3 separate regions of the Sus scrofa genome follow, and all the other regions are linked to region 3. A link is a contact called in public HiChIP or PLAC-seq data. All regions are on one chromosome and are shown on one strand. Each heading gives the region's core, a stretch centred on a gene start, on an enhancer-like site or on the middle of the called end of the contact. The rest is flanking DNA. Distances are from core to core; before and after follow the strand shown. Region 1 has its middle 380 kb from the start of PIK3R1. Region 2 has its middle 410 kb from the start of PIK3R1. Region 3 overlaps PIK3R1 (phosphatidylinositol 3-kinase regulatory subunit alpha).

The links. HiChIP or PLAC-seq counts read pairs in DNA pulled down with a chosen protein or histone mark.
Region 1: an H3K27ac HiChIP or PLAC-seq map of alveolar macrophages shows a contact between it and region 3. The contact joins two enhancer-like sites. A contact is called at or near these places in 2 of 2 datasets of contacts at active chromatin or transcription factors (alveolar macrophages and skeletal muscle).
Region 2: a contact with region 3 is called in an H3K27ac HiChIP or PLAC-seq map of alveolar macrophages. The contact joins two enhancer-like sites. A contact is called at or near these places in 2 of 2 datasets of contacts at active chromatin or transcription factors (alveolar macrophages and skeletal muscle).

What each region holds. Positions count from the first base shown.
Region 1 is chr16:46,057,277-46,060,628 of Sscrofa11.1, forward strand. No RefSeq gene overlaps it. Among named protein-coding and RNA genes, the nearest start is that of PIK3R1, 380 kb to the right of the region's middle. Within about 2 kb of position 1,430, at least 7 of the 83 cell types and tissues checked have an H3K27ac peak or open chromatin away from gene starts, as enhancers often do. A contact at or near this core is called in alveolar macrophages, where this site is marked.
Region 2 is chr16:46,018,663-46,021,973 of Sscrofa11.1, forward strand. No RefSeq gene overlaps it. Among named protein-coding and RNA genes, the nearest start is that of PIK3R1, 410 kb to the right of the region's middle. Within about 2 kb of position 1,804, at least 4 of the 83 cell types and tissues checked have an H3K27ac peak or open chromatin away from gene starts, as enhancers often do. A contact at or near this core is called in alveolar macrophages, where this site is marked.
Region 3 is chr16:46,461,233-46,464,517 of Sscrofa11.1, forward strand. The region is part of intron 2 of PIK3R1 (phosphatidylinositol 3-kinase regulatory subunit alpha); the gene reads left to right. Among named protein-coding and RNA genes, the nearest start is that of PIK3R1, 28 kb to the left of the region's middle. Within about 2 kb of position 1,684, at least 13 of the 83 cell types and tissues checked have an H3K27ac peak or open chromatin away from gene starts, as enhancers often do. A contact at or near this core is called in alveolar macrophages, where this site is marked.

The DNA.
Region 1 (3,352 bases), core at 180-2,679, 400 kb before region 3:
GTTCCACAGATCATTGGTATTCTTTTCAGTTTTTTTTTTTTTTATTGTTTTATCTCTTAGTGTTTTATTTTGAACAGTTTCCATTGCTCTCTCATCAGGTTTACTATTCTTTTCTTCTGCCATGTCAAACCTGAAGTTTATCCCCTGTAGTTACTTTTTCATTTCAGACATTCTGGTTTTCATCTTTAAAAATTTTATCTGTGTCTTTTTTGTATTTCTGCTTTTCAGCTTTTTGAATGTATAGAATGTAGTTATAGTAGCTGTTTGAAAGACCTAGTCTGGTAATTCTAACATCTGTGTCAGTTATGAGTTGGTTTTGATTGAGTGTTCTTGTCATTATGAGTCATATTTTTCTTCCTTTTTCCATACTTGAAGATTTTTTATTAGATGTTGGGAATTGTGAATTTTAACTTTCTAGGTGTTGGATAATTTTGTATCTCTGTAGATATTCTTATATTTTATTTTTGGATATAGTTAAGTTATTTGGATCTTTCTTTAAAATTTGTTGTATAGTTCTAGAACCATGTTTAGTTTATTTTTTATTTTCCATTATAGTTTTTCACAGTGTTCTGTCAATTTCGAGTGTACAGCAAAGTGACCCGGTAATTCTCTACTGCTAAGGCAAAACTATTCTTAGAACTCTCCCACGTCCATGTGACTTACAGAGTTTTCCACTACAGCTGTTGGGAACAGGCACTTCCTGACTCTGTGTGAGCAACGGATACCAGTCCACTAACCCTGTTGGTGACTCTTCTCCCAATCCCAGTTACTTTCATCACATATATACTTGATCAATATGCTGCTAAACTCAGGAATTGACCCTGTACGGTTCTCTAGAGTTCTCTTTCTTTGTGACTCTTTCTTCTTTGAACTCCACCTAAAGAACTCCAGCAACCCTGGTATCCCAAGACACTCAGCTCTATCTCTTCAACTCAGGGATTCTGCTAGACTACACATAGTTTCCCCTCTCTGCTCCATGACCAGGAGTCTTCCCCAGTGTTGTAAGCTTGGGCAGCCAGAGGCTTCACCTCACTCATTTCTCACATCCCAGGGATTGCATTCTTCATTGTTAATATCCAATGTCTTGGAAGTCAGTGCTTCATATAGCTTGTGTACTTTGTGCGTGTGTTGTAAGAAGAAAAATCTAGTCTACAAAATTCCAGTTTGGCCAGAAGTGGAAGCCTTAGCTTGGTATTTAATCCAGTTTGCTTCCATTTTCCAGTATCTGTGAAAAAGAGCAAGAGTTATAAATACAGACAGGGAACATAAGAGGGTAGAGGCTATACAGAATTAATAAAGTTGTAAGCCGTCAGTATATTTATGAGGTTAACACAGATGTGACCTCTTTTCAAAAGTCAACATTAAAGGCATTCCTTTTTCATATGAAAAAATTAAATGTGTATTGCACAGTACATGAAGGAGGAACTGAAACTCAGTTTGAGAAATGACTGAATTAGTCTCCATTGCTTCTCAAATATCGTAATTTTTATCTGCAAGGAGTTTGGAGGCTTGTTGTTTGGAGAATCTGCCTGTAAAGCTGTTACATCTCATTGACAAGCTGAGAAATTTCTTCTTGGTTTGGTTTAATTGTATCTTCTCTTATTTTGTACATTGTCATCATTTTAAAAGACACTGATCTGCTCCTGGATGTATTTATCAGAAGGATTCACTCTGGTAATTTCCTAAAAGAGAAACATATCTATCTGATAGACTTTTCAAGTACAGTTACTCAATTTGGAATTCAGTGGAGTAGATCCAATAGCTCCCATCAATAGTAGGAATCATCTTTCAGAGCAGTGGCACTCTGTATTTGACATGCAACAGTTCTGTGTGCTGAATTAATTCCAGGGACTTGAATACATACTTCGTGAACATGTAGAAACATTTTTGGTTCTAAAAATAATCATGGTATCTTTCATTTGCATGTGGTGTTATAAATTTGAAAACGTAAGTCCACATTCCTAAAGGCCAGGGAAACAAAAAAATATATATATAGAAAAATTAAATGCTGAACTGTATGGAAATTATTATATGAACAGTAAGAAATTAGAAGGAAAATCTGTATCATCTAGAGTGGTTCAGGGAAACTATGTGGGAGACCAAAATTGCTTAGTAGATAAAGGTGAGGAGAGACGTTCTTACAAATGATGAAAAACAGCATGAGCAAAGGCAAGGGGTTGGAAATAAGAGCAGAATACATGAAAGGAAGTGAGCTGTTAAAGAATGCTTTTGGGAAGGGCTGGGAAACTACTCTCAGATGATGAATGGCCTGCAAAGCCAAACAGAAAAATTTGTAACTAAAGCCAAAAATAACAGGAAGCCACTGTAGATTTTTGAGCAAATGACAACTATAAGTACAGCTTTATGGATATGCTGGCAGTGACATGCAAGGTGGATGACAGAGAGGATAAAGTGAGAAGAACCAGCTTGACTCTACTGGTGTCCTTCAAGTTAGGAGGACTATGTCAAGGATATGAGAAAAAAAATATAAGAGACAAAAAGGATCAGTTAATATTCTGAAGGATGAAATAAGGAGGCTTGAACTGTCCCACCTTTCACTGTTCTCTGTCTCCTCAGTGGGAGATTTCAGAAGCAGGGATGAGGAGTGAAAGACAGAGGTGTGTATCTGCCCCATTCTCTCATGTCACCTTATGTAGATGCTCACTCAGCTTCTCAGTCTCCTTGGATGCTGTCTCTATGGTGAACTGACCTTCCCCAAGAAGGGATAGAGCATAGCGTGGTGCTTACATGCATGAAGATTAGACCATTGCTACTTTTTTCCCTTCTGAAAATTGAATGAACATTTTAAAAGTCAAAATTGAGAAACTAGAAACAATCATGACAAAATGAAGGAGAAAGAATTTCCAGAAAGTAAAAGAAAGCAATGGGGAGTCAGAAGGGAAATAAAATGGAAAAGAGAAAAGAGAGAGGGGCAAAGCTGACTGCCAGCTCCTGAGGGTTTGAATCTTCTGGGCTAAGATTTAGTTCCCATGTCTGATCTTCCTGAAAAAAGAAAAAAAAAGGTAGAATTCTAGAATTTAGCAACTTTCCCCCTCCTTTTGATCCTTAGAAAACTGATTCTGCAGAAGCGAAGTCGCTTTCTCAAAACTAAATGGCTCATAATTGAAGACAGGGCAAGAACATACATGTGCAACTCCTGCTTCAGGTCTCTATTCCATCACACACTTCCTTTCCTAGAAAGGACTCAGAGAGTTATTGCACATTGTGTTAGGGCTAACTACTTTAGACAACTACTAAGAAGTTGGTAACTCAATTAGGCTGTCTTCGTCCATCTTTCTTCCAAATGTAAAGGATGCAGTAATATAAATTACAAAAGAAAAGGTGCCATAAT
Region 2 (3,311 bases), core at 554-3,053, 440 kb before region 3:
ACCAAGGTGATTACCCTCTAGGTCTTTAAGGGTGACATTAACCTCTAGCATTTTACTCATGATGCAAAAATCTTTTTGATTATCTCTCTTAGGTAGAGGAAGGGCAGTTTCATCAACAACTACTTTACTTTACCTATCTATTTCACCACTGGCTAAGGAATCATTGTAGACTTTCTGCCAACTACTAAGCATGACCATCCATGCTGAAGGGTCCACCAACCAGACCTTCTGAGTCAGACATAGGACATGGCGCCTTATATTAGCTGGCACTCAGATTCTACTCTAGCAGGGTCTATGCTGATACTTTAAGTCCTTGACTAGCAATGTTAACACAGAACTTTTGCCAAGAAGTCCTCAAAATGTTTGGTTATCCCCTTTCCCCAGCATGGGGGTCCCTGAGAAGGGGGTGTTGTTGCATTGCGATTGGGAGACTCATACCTGTAACCTCTTGTGGTGATGTTGCAGAGTCCTTATCAGAACATGGCTTCCTTTTTTGTCAACGAGTTCAGACTAAAGATATAGGCTCAAGTTTAGAAGTTGATCTTGGTGAAGCAGACAAGTTGGATTGAGAGTTTAATCTTCCCTGAGCTCTGCTATCCTGGTCATTAAGTTCTGGGCCTGGTTCTCAGATTTGTCTTTCCTCAGTTATCAGAAATGAGTCCTTTCTATGCTGCCAGTAAGACCCTCTAACGTTCACATTTTGTCTTTGCTGGGGATTAATCTTCCTCAGCATGTTGCTGCATTCGTCCTAATGCATTGATAGAACCAAAGCAGCCATTCAGCTTCATAACCTTCATGATTTCTACTGCCCCCCCCCATGCTTTTCAGACTCTCCTCAGATATTTCATCAAACAGTGCATGCTTTTTAGCTGGCATCTCATTCTGGTTTGCCACTGGTAATAGCATTAACAACTGCACCAATCCACACACTAGGGGCTCCTAGTACTTAGCCTTCCACTCATGATGGGGTTCTCACTGGCAGCTGAATGGCAGATAATCAGGCTCAAAAATCCCATCTTACAGGATGGACCCATGACCACTCTCAGTATCAACTCTCTTTTGTCAATTCCCCAGAAAAAAAGACTAAAGTAGAGATTTGTGTACAAGAAGTTTTGGGGGGAAATGAGAGAATCAAGAGTGTGAGAAGAAGAAATTGAACTCCAATGTGGTTGCAACAGAGGCCTTAGAAGTTCTCTCTAGGATCTGTGGCACTGGGATGGTGCTTCAGGGATTTTCCGGATTGAGGCAAGGAAGCCAAGGAATGCTGGCTGTCTCCAAGGAGGGTATGTTAACTTGCCTGAGGAAGCTCCCTTTGTCTGCAAGCAAATATTGAGACCCAGCTACAAGCCATCCGTGGCCAGTCCTCCTGGCAGATGAGGAAATTAGCACTTTGGTCCTGAAGGGGGCATCTGAGTGGTACTGGACAGTATGCACCATATCGTGATCCAACTGTAAAGATCTCAGTGAATGCTACTGCAACTTTAGTCTCCTGCTGTGTTTCAAAATCAGAACATTTATTTTAAAAAACAGCACAAGACAAAGAACCAGAAATTTAAAGGAGCAAGAAAATATCCCGCTGGGGCAAGATAAGCAAAATCTTTGTTCAGAGGTTGATCAGATTTCTTCTGGTTTATCTAAGAATTAGCATAGGCTTTTGAAAGGAAAGTATGCATTTGAAACATTAAATACACTCCCCGGCTCCCCATAGGCTCTGAGGGTAATGGCTGGTAGGAAAGGCTGGAGCTTTGGGAGGCTTAATTGGTACACTCCCCCAGTTATTCTTCAGCAGAAGTTCCAGTTATACTGGTCAAAGATAGAAAGTTTCTATGAATGATGAAATCTTCTTTTTCTTTCATTTCTGCTTTCTCCTTTGGTTCCCCCTGCTTTATAAACATTTATCTCTGTGAGAGTCTGTGAAGATGATCTCAAGTTTCCTAGCACATTTTATATAATCCACTAGAGATTGGGGCTAGTCCAGGGTGTCCATGATTTTTTTCCCCTAGAATGGACACAGAAAAATTAAGAAACTATTGTCAGTGGAGTTCCCATTGTGGCTCAGCAGGTTAAGAATCTGACTAGTATCCATGATGATGTGGGTTTGATCCCTGGCCTTGCTCATTGGGTTAAGGATCTGGTATTGCTGTGACCTGTGGTATAGATCACAGACATGCTCGGATCCTGCATTGCTGTGGCTGTGGTGTAGGCTGGCAGCTGCTTTGGAATTTCCATATGCTTAAAAAAAAAAAAAAAAAAAAAAAAAAGGAAAGAGAAGAAACTATTGTCAAGAAACTGTAAGAAAACAGATGATTAAGGAAGTTGAGAACTTGTATTTTAGTAATATTTTAACCCTTTATAAAAGTTCAGGGAACATGATATATAACCACAGGGAGAGAACTCTATTGAACACTCAGCAACTTATCTTGGGGTCTATCAACCAAATGTTGGTTAAATGCTTCTTTTACCAAATTCTTGAAGATTTGAGGGCAAAATCTGAATTACATCTCCATGGCTTTAAAACCTGGGAGAGAAAATCCTCTAAGACATTATATGAATGCAGAAGCAACTGAAGTCCTACAGATAATGTATATTGTGCTAAGAAGAAAACACTTAGATGCAGAGCTGAGGCAGGTTATTTCTTTTACACTCACACACACACACACAGAGACACACATATTCTCCAGAATCAATTGAAAGGTTGACAGCTCAACCATTGACACCCCTAAAACTCTAAAATATATTTAAAGTCATTAAAATAATTACTCTTCTTGGCACAATGTAATGTGCTCAGTCTCTGATAGCGTAGATCTCAATGTTAAAGTTCCTTGGCCTTTATTAATTAAACACTGAATACTCAATGAAACAAAAACCCAAAGACAGTAAACCAGGGGTTATAAACTGCCATTCCATCCATTATGTCTTTTTTTTTTTTTTTTTTGTCCTCTAGTATCTATTAATATTCTGAAAAATCAGAAACCCCAGCAACATTGGGCTTGCCTGTGTGGAGCAGGGCCTCACTATTTCTTTCCAACTCTCTTCCATATGTCCTTTTCACCCCATTGAGACACTTGAATGCAACCCTGGGAAAAAGTATCAAAACTGCTAACCAGGCCATTAGTAAATGAAGGTTGCAAGAAGTTCAGGATGAATTATGTCATTGCTTACCTAACCCTAAGGATGTGACCAGGAAAAATAACTAAATAAAAACCTTGTTGTACAAGGCCTTTTATGTAAATAAACTAATTTTATCAATTATCCATTACATGCATTTAATAAATTAGACAATATGTTCAGCTAATGAGACAATGCCCTCT
Region 3 (3,285 bases), core at 434-2,933:
AGTGGGGGGCGGGGGGATCTTCTAGTAGGAATAAGTTCTCCAGAAGTCATGCCATATTAAAGCAACCACAGGTTCTGAAAACAAATATTACATATTAGGCAGTAGTGGCCCATAAGTTGTAGACTTTTAAATAGTCTCACATCTCTGTAATCTTTGTCTCCTTATCCATTTAGCCTCCAATTTCAAAATCTTAAAGATACAGGTATTAAAAATGCTTGATTGGCCATTGCTTTGTTTCTGTTAAGATCAGGTGCACATCAAGCCAGAGTCTTATATAATTTGTATGAAATTTTCAACTTCTCTAGCAGTTTTCTTGCAATAGAGAGAGAATAACATGAAGTATCATAGATGATCTCATTCCATTCACAGAAAAGTACTGTGGTGTCAGAGCAGTGTCAGTGTTTGAACCTAGAGTTGGAATCTTTGATAGCAATTCCGGTCTGGAAGAATGTATGGATTAGGTAAATAAAAGCTTAATTTTCACTCAGAGAGCAGCTGTGACTAGCAGCTGAAGCTAGAACATGGATCAGGGATCTGAACTTTTCCTTGTGGCCTCTGGTTGAGTCTTCCATAGCAGTCAAACTTTGGTTTGTGTCAGGCGTGATGTAGAAAGCCAGAGGAGAAGTCCAAGGCGCTAGTGGTTTCATTAAGTCGTCAAGATGGATTTAATGATTTTATTTGGAGCATTACTTCCAGTGAGCCACAGCTGGGGGCTCAGAAAGAGAGGTCTTCCAAGGGTAGCCAGGCTCTCAAGTACTTTCCCAGGGTCAACTACTGCAATATGGCTTAACCGTAGGGCAAAAAAATCCACCCCTCTTGGAGGAATTAAGGTATCCTATGTAGCTGTGATTGGGGAAAATTCACTCCTGCGAAACGAGACGTATGCTGGGTTGACCAGATAGCCCGAAGCTGAGCTATACCCAGGCTGTCTCACATTCTCAAGGCCTCTTTCTTGAACTTGTCTTCTTTCAGACTTTACCTTCATTTTCTGGGTAAGTAGGAATGTATTTATAGGGAAAGCCCCTGGTTTGGGTTTTGTAAGCTTTCCAGAGAAAACTGGATCCAAGAGGGAAAAAGATTTGCTGACCCCTGTCTCAGAGGTTAACATTTTCATTTATGTTTTACATGACTCATTTTAAATTACAGTGCTCTACAGATATAGAAAGAAGCCTTCCTCTTCCCACCCTCCCCCAGATACCACATAATGGAAAAAAGCAAGAATTTTCTGCATAAGCAAGACTTTTTTTTTTTTTTTTTTTAAACAAAAAGCCAGTCTCTGATGGGACTTTTTTCCTGTCAGAATTCCCACTGGTCCACTGTTGCAATATTTACAAAAGGCCATGATGAAAGAGGAAAGCCCATTTTTGAGCCCTTTGCCTCTGTGTTATGTAAAACATAACTTGTATTTCTGTTCTTGGTATTAGAAAAATTGTTATTTTTGAACTTCTCTGATGGGCTGGTAAACCTGCTAGGCCTCTTAATTGTTAAAGGCTAATTTTGATTAAGAAAAGATTTGTTCCTCTGCTCTGAGTAGACACGTAAAACTTCGAAAAAGGTTTGGATGTTCTGTTTCCTGTTTTTTTAAAAAAAAAAAAAAATGTCCCTTCTTATGAACTCAACTGGATGAGAGGATGTTCCTCAGAGAAAATTCAGCTCTGGGAGGAACCATCCATGGAGGTCGTAACCTAGAACATTTTTGAAGGGAAGTTTCACTGAAACTTACAAGAGGGTGGGGTTAGGAAGGAGAAAGTTCTGTTCTACCATAGTTTTAGCTGAATAAATCATTTTACTCTGGAGCCTGGTCAGTCAGTCCCATAATTTGTAGCTGATTGTCAACAGAGGTCCTTGATGTCAGTTCACTGTGCAGGAAGGAGGTGGCCCGGGGCCCCATTAGGAACTTGTACTAAAGTTGTATCTTTCTTTCTTCCCCAGAATGTTCACTGGAGAAACTTCTTTTATCGATTGAGCCTTGGTGATCTTTTATTTCTACATGAAAACCTTTTAAAACTAACATAATTCAACTTGATCTTTTTCTTCTAGTTAGGTAGAAGATAGAATCAGCTGGAAGCGCAGTTGAAAGGAGTGTATTCGCATGGGTGCAGGACTGAGAGATGGAAAGTTCTGCTCTCTCCTTCAGTGGGACTATAAACCAGCTGTGGTAGTAAACACGGGGATCCCAGCGTTGGCAGCCCTGCTTTTGCTTTACAGACAGTTTGATTTGCCAGCCAAAAAGAAGCTACATCAAGATTAGCTCCCAGACTGGGGCTTTAGCAAGTGCTCAATTAACTTTGGCAGCTCAGGGGGAAAAGCAGGTTAGTTTGGGGATCCAGATTCTGAAGAGTGTGCCGTTGAACCGCATGAACCAGAGGACAAGAAACTGTTTAATTAAAACTTCATAAAATGGTTCCTTAAGCTTCATGGACAATTGAGTAACTTCAGTTTCCTCTCTTTACTGTTGTTTACTTCCTGCTCTTCTTGAATTGAGCATTAGGTATTCTGGTCTCTTACAATGAGAAGATTAAACAGCTGTACTTTAAATTAAAGCATTAATTTGGAGTGTTCTGTGGCTGCATTAATTATATCTTTACTAAGATTACATTCCTGTGGATTTGACAGATGTGTATAAGCAGCAGTGGGGCTTATCCACAGCAGACCCAAATTCTGTTCACCACTGAGCCTTGGCGATCTTTTATTTATACATAAAAACCTTTTAAAATTGAAATAATTCGACTTGATTTTTTTTTTTCTTCTAGTTAGGTAGAAGATAAAAGAATTGGCATAGAGTCAATTGTGGGCATATTTGCATGGGTGCAGCACTGAGGGATGAAAATTCTGTTCTTCATTCAGTGGGATATAGCGAGAAGCATGTGTTGAAAGTTTCTCACCTAAACAGGTCGTAATTACAGACTTTAGGGTTTATTTCTTTTAATTAGAACATTATGCTCACTCAGTGGTCCTTATGAAAACTTTTTTTCTATCTGTATATTTTATATCAAATGATAAGTTAAATTGCTCTGGTACATTGAAGAGTTCTTTCCTGTAACCCTAATTGTAGTTCATGCTGAATACATCAAGGCTACTGTTTGCTGAGTAGCTGACTAGTCAGATCCATGGTTAATTTTAAGTTTTCTTCCTTTGTTTTCTAAGAACAGTTTTAAAGACAGTTTGTATTTTAGAAAAATGCTCTTATTCAGAACTTCTCAGATCTAACACAGCAGTCAGTGGGACTAGAGGTAAGAAGTAATAGCTTTAACCAAACATCATCTAAAATTCTGTAATAGGTAA